Regions from separate parts of the Danio rerio genome. Here region 2 is linked to region 1. A link is a contact called in public Micro-C data. All regions are on one chromosome and are shown on one strand. Each heading gives the region's core, a stretch centred on a gene start, on an enhancer-like site or on the middle of the called end of the contact. The rest is flanking DNA. Distances are from core to core; before and after follow the strand shown.

Region 1 (3,139 bases), core at 561-3,060:
GAAAAAGGTTGAGAATCCCTGTTCTATAAAGTCTTCAACCAACTAGACCTAGCAGTAGCAGCTAAGAAGAGGGCCATTAAAGGGCTCATAGTTTACCCCTTTTTTATGATTAAATATTAGTATTATGGTTCTCTTGAGTGTGCCAGTTTAGGCTCAGTTCAACACAGTTCAGATTTTTTTATTATAGTGTGTTCAAAAGTGTCATGTTGGGGGCGTTTACACAGTTTGCTGTCTTAGAGGCGTATTGCTTCATATGAAAATTAGTTTCGGCTTCCCACCCAACGTAACAAGGGGGCGGAGCCAAGAACTCACCCGCTCTGTGTTTTCAACAGACAGGCAGACACCTAGTTAAGATCACAGGGAGCTTCTGTGACCTCGAGAAATGCAAACGGCTGAATTTTAAGGTAGACGCAATGAAAAGCACACATGTTTACAAGCCTACCTAAAGATACAACCAATAATTCCGATTACAGCAATCATGTGGTGAATGTTAATCTTGTGTTGAGCCCAATGAGCCTTACATCTAAAAATAGAGCAAGGATGTTCCTTTAGTGATATCGCTTTGACTCACACTGAAAATGGCGGACGTAAATCAACAAACTGAGCATATGGTGACGTCCATCAATGGGCCTGTAAATCAATATAGGTGGGCGGGGGGACCACACTCCTACGTCAAGTTGCGATCACTCTGAAAACTGATCCAATTGGTCCACCGTTTTTATGTTGTTAAATTGAAAAAAAAAAGGACTGGGTGTGTTTATATCACCCCAACATTATGGTCTATACACTATACTTACACATCTGTCTGTCCAAACAGCTTGAAAAGTAGATTTTTTTTACCACAGGTTCCTTTTAAGTCTGTTTGAGAAGCTGCAGAGAAAGCCACAAGACGGCAATTGATAATGAGGGCTGATCTGTGGGTGATGGCTACTGGGACGCAAGCTGGGGTCTGATCAACCTTATCTGGGTCACCTGGGTGAGTATGTCGATAGTTGAAGACCGAAACACCCGGTGACCCCAGGGCCAGGATACATTACTGACGATGCGCGCTAGTGCATTTAGATGGTGTATCTTCTACACTATTCTCATTATTTTGAACACATAGAAGAAAAGGGGATTGTCTTAATACAAAGTGATTTTTGTTCACTAATATGACAAAAAGTACCAAGTAGCTATTCTAGTTAACAAATTGCTTTAAACTTTCAAAGCTCCCAGAAGATAATGTTTTCCTAAATTAGGATTTTTTATGTGTTTATTTTAAAGGTAAATGAATTCTATACAGTGCTTTTTCCTAACTGTAAAGCTCCTCTGTTAAAAATAAAATGCAAATTCTAATAGAGAATAAGAGATCAAGTCTCAGGTAAGAAATGTAACTCAAAAGTAATGTAACATTACTTACCATACAAGGTAACTATGTAACGTAACCAGTTACTTTCTGAGAAAGTAACTTAACATTGTAATGCATTACTTTATAAAAAAAGCTTTCACAAACGCTGACTGATACCAATTCCAGCATTCAGTTTCAAATCTTTGGTAGACTGTCTGTGCCACACTACTACTCAAAAATATAGGGGTCAAAATTACTACTTGGTTTGTTTACTTTTGTGAAAAATCGTCGCATAAAGTCAACAAAGGCACAAGAACATCATAAAGCAATGGGAAAGTCAAAGTGAGATGTATTTGTGACGCCTAGTGTTGAATGTGTGAAGTTCATGATGGTAGCGTCCACCCCATCAGTGGGCGGGGTCACGGAAAAGTCCACGCGAGTAGCGGAGAAACTTCACGAATGTAAATATTGAGCGAACAACAGAGGATACGTCCTCGCGCCTTATTTCGTCCTTCTTTTTTGATTAATGCGACCATGCCGCGCAGAAAGCCTTTCAGTAACAAACAGAAAAAGAAGCAGCTCCAGGTGAAACGCGAGAGAAAGAGAGGTGGGTAACTAGCTTAGCCGAGTTAGCGCGCTCGCAGACCCTCTACGCCAGCCACGTGATTTTTTGTTTTATGATTTATATTTCAGTGTGCAGTAATGTGACCATGTCCCTCCATGTTAGATCAGTCGCCGATCAACTACGCTGCTCTAAATACTTTGCTTGCTAAGTTTTTGTGGATGCTTGTGACCAAACTTGACACCATACTGCTGTCAAATTTATGTCTGACTAGGAAACGAAAGAAGACGCTGAATTTAATTAATAAAACAGCATAAATCCATCACATTGCGCTTATTATGGAGGTCGTGTACAGTATAAACAACTGCTCGTGACAACTCGAGTGTCACGCGCCCCAACGGTTATTTGTCTTCATGGACCAGATTTCCGTTTTTATCTGTCAACTGCGAAATGACGCTGAAAGGCCTGATGATGATGATGATTATTCACCGCATTTTGAGCGGCTTGTGTTTTGCTGTTGTTAGCGCTTGTGTTATGCGGTATGTAAGTGCGCAGACTCAGCGTGAAGTTACGTAACACAATAACAAAGCGATCAATACATGCTAAAGCAGGCTGAATTAACTGCCTAAGTATTCGGCTCTAGTACACAGAAAAACTACTTAAAATAACTGCTGCTGATGAAGCAGTGATGTGGCTTTAAAGTGATTATTATGTGTCGTCATCAATCTAATTTTATTGGCATAATAATTGTAATTCATCAGAGTATTACATGATTATTACAGCAGAAGCAGCGTGGGTTATTTTCCACAGAAAGAGTATTAAGGTCTTAATACAAACAAATGAGAGTGATACTTTATTTTCGTGGTTCTTTTTAGACATTCTTTTGAATTCTTTATGTCAGTAATTTTGCAATTACCTGTCACAGCTTACTCTCATTTTATTATTCATAAGCTGCTAGTTTAGGGATTGTAGAATAAGTACAATAACACTATTTATGTACTACACATATTTATGTATTACACATATTCACTTATCTATGTAACACACATATTTAGTTTACATTGCAATTTGCACATAATATTGCTGCACATTCAAAATTGTCAATAGCAGAGATGCCCGAAGTAGAACCCGCGGGCCAAAGTTGGCCCATGGTATCCTTTGATTATCCCACCATCCCATCTGAATAGAGTGGGAGAAAGCCTTTGACAGATATCATCATTTTGACGATCCACTTGAAATAAAGTGATACA
Region 2 (3,414 bases), core at 426-2,925, 110 kb before region 1:
GTAAATTAGGGTAACTAGGCAGGTTAGGGTAATTAGGCAAGTTATTGTATAATGATGGTTTGTTCTGTAGACTACTTAAAAATATATAGCTTAAAGGAGCTAATGATTTTGACCTTAAAATGTTTTTAAGAAATTAAAAACTGCTTTTATTCTATTTGAAATAAAACAAATATGACTTTCTCCAGTAAAAAATATCATTACACTTACTGTGAAAATTTCCTTGCTCAGTTAAACATTATTTGGGAAATATTTGAAAAAGAAAAAAAATCTGTATATATAAATGAAGAATCAATGTAGTTTCAGTAATCCTCCTTCTCATAGTTGCTTTGGCATAATTGCTTATTTTTTGGTGCTCCTTTTCATTGCTTAAATTTATATTACTCAAGATTTAACATTAACGTCCACAGGTTTTACATCTCAAATATTGTAAACTTATACAAATAAGTTTTTTAAAGTTTTGCATAAATGTATACATATATTATTATTGTTATTATTATTATTATTATTATTAATGTTTCATCATGTTATAATGTCCAATAGACATTGAGAACGAGGAATTACCCTCATTCATTTGTAATAAATAAACCAAAATATGGGGAACATGTCATCATGGCAAAAGAAAAGGCAAATTGCAGCTAATCACATAAATATAGTTTTAGTTTTAATTTACAAAAAACAACAACAAATGCTCAGAAAAACAAACCTCAAAACAACTTCTACTCAAGTAAAGCATACATCAGCATACATATATGGTTCAATATTTAATTGTTTAACCCAATTAAAAAGGGCAAATACTATTTTGTCATAGGCTGGACATCACTTCTGGCCTCTATATAAGCTAGTGATCAATCAAATGTCGACACACTTAAAGTGATAGTTCACACCACAAAATGACATTTTATCATTTTTTCCTCATCCTCAAGTGGATAAATGTTGGGTTTCTTTCTTTTGTTGAACACAAACGAAGATAATTTGAAGAAAGCTGAAAATCTGCAACCAATAATTTCCATGTAAAAAAAAAAACAAATGCTGTGAAAGTCAATGGTTTCAGCTTTCTTCTTTTGTGTTCAACAGACGAAGGAAACTCAAGCCAGTTTGGAGCAAGTGATGGATGGTTTAATGATGGCACAAATTTGGGGTGATTTTTGGGTGATGAACTAAGAGAATTTACACAAAGAATAATTTAATGTTTGTTAACGTGTCTCAAACATAAGTTGAGCTTATCTCTGATTGAACATAATGCATAATTTTGAGCATCTAAAATCATTATATTGGATTTGTAAATGTTAAAAAAAACATCATTATAGGCATAGTTCACAAAGCAAAACAAAAACCTGTTTAAGTTTCTTTATTCTGTCGAGCACACAAAAAAGGTTATTTAGAAATTGATTGTATTTGTTTTTTCAAGGGGTCAGTGGTTACATTCTTCAAAATGGCTTCCTTTGTGGTCAACAGAAAAATAAACTCACAGATGGGAGTCACTTCAGGGAGAGTAAATGTTGAGTAAGTTGGTTGAACTATCCACTTATTTATGTAGACATTTTGAGATTTACCAACTAGTCTTAATTCTCTTGACCACACGATGGCGACGTGTATCCGTTCACTTTCATAATATCTCTTTCTGGTCACGCCCTCCCGTCTGCCTCTCCACCAATCAGAGAGCACGTTATTATGTCGTAGCACGCTTGCCAACGGAAGTAGCATTGGCACGACAGTTGACACAAACATCCTCAGTCTTTGTAAATAAGGTAAATATATCTGCTTTTCTGCACGTTTCAGCTCGCGAAATTAATTACACGTTAGTTCTGCGCATTTCAGTTTATGTTGTAACGTGTATAACATTGCGTGTTTACGTAATACCACAGTTTAACAACGACAAGGCCTTGGTTAGCTTGTTCTGTGTTGATGTTCTTTATACCGGTGTGGTGCTGAAGTGTGAGCACGAGTTCATGTTTATTCTCTAACTGATGTTAATGAGCTTTAAACAACACAACAAATCATTTAAAATCAATTCAAATAAGCAAATAAACGGCTAGGTTGTTGTTTTACGTACTACAGTAACGTTAACGTTAGTGGTAGCTTTAGAGGTAAAGTTGGTTTTATGTACACATTCGGAATTTGTCCTTAATAAATTAATTTCAGAAAAGTATTATGTGCTAATACTCAATCATAAAATAAATTAGCAGCCAATGACAACATTCAGTCAAATAAATAGTGCGTAAATAAATAGTAAGTCTTGAATACTTACATATGTTTTCAGACGGAATATTCAGAGTACCATGGTAAACAATTTAGGGAGCATGTTTCACTAGGCATGGGCTGGTATAAGATTCTGACGACATGGTAACTGTTAGCCTTGGATAAAAATATCACGGTTTCACGGTATTGTGATAACTACTCTAAAATGTATTCTTTTTAAATGTCTGGGTTAAAAGTGAAAACTTTTCCCCTTTGAACACAATAAATTAAATTTTTAGAAACTTTTTAAATATTTTGGAGCAGTAAACATTTCAGATAAATAAATTAAATAAATCATTGATTTCTGCTGTCTTCATTAGTTTCAAAAACAGATTTCTTTACCATTTGAAACGGCATCATTGGATATCATTTCTGCTAGAGGTACTGTTGTTCTGAAAACAAACAAACATAAGTAAAACAAACACACACACACATACACTGTAGGAATATATAGCAGAAATTTTTTACTTTTCCAAACTGCTGTATACCTTGAAAGCGGGGGTTATCATCCTATGCCTACATGTCACAAGTTGTCACTAAACAAATGTGCGAATATAAAACTAACATTTATTATTAGTGAACACAAATCACACTTTTCCTATGTGATAAACATTGTTTTCTGAAATGTTGTATGTGACGTGTGATGTGTTATGTACCATTTGCAGTCTCATAAATATTGTCTTTCTGGTGTATGTAATTGCTTTCCTGTTTTATCTCTTTAAAATGTTTTCTTGGCCGTCCCTGAGCTGTGATCAGTCCAACTGGCAGCCTTGTTTTAATCATAATTAAAGTGCATCATGCATAACTTTACCCTGATAATGTTGTTATTTTTACCCTGAGCCACCTGTCTTATTAAATCCCTGCATCAAAGTGTCATGGAAAGCATATTGCCGTGGATCAACAGCAATTTAACAAGCCCTATGAAACGGGTTTATTGTACATGAGTTATTGAGGGTTGCTGGTACAGATTTAACAAGAACAAATCTTGCATTTAATCCCTCCTCTCTGTTTATGGAATCTGCATTTCCTTAAACTTTGCAGGTCCTTTTTTTGAGGTAAAGTTGATATTATATTTGCACATTCATTCAGTGACAACTTGTGACATGCTCCCTATATTATTGACCATATTACTTTAACTATTCCCTCTGAAATAGTATTCAAGCATGATTTAAAACA

What was found. A called contact is a pair of places that touch in the nucleus more often than the background predicts.
Region 2: a Micro-C map of caudal fin shows a contact between it and region 1, with 7 times the contacts expected there. The contact joins the promoter of cops7a here to the promoter of gnl1 in region 1. A contact is called at or near these places in 2 of 18 Hi-C or Micro-C datasets (caudal fin and embryo) and 2 of 4 datasets of contacts at active chromatin or transcription factors (embryo and gastrula embryo).

What each region holds. Positions count from the first base shown.
Region 1 is chr16:23,022,219-23,025,357 of GRCz12tu, reverse strand. gnl1 (guanine nucleotide binding protein-like 1) reads left to right here and starts at 1,810. Exons shown (of 12, transcript NM_001077253.1): 1 at 1,810-1,934. The coding sequence starts at 1,862. All of the region lies in intron 1 of LOC137487900 (a long non-coding RNA gene), which reads right to left.
Region 2 is chr16:23,133,122-23,136,535 of GRCz12tu, reverse strand. cops7a (COP9 constitutive photomorphogenic homolog subunit 7A) reads left to right here and starts at 1,675. Exons shown (of 8, transcript NM_001305596.1): 1 at 1,675-1,748. All of the region lies in intron 1 of LOC137487900 (a long non-coding RNA gene), which reads right to left. It also overlaps a transcript of si:ch211-154o6.4 not described here.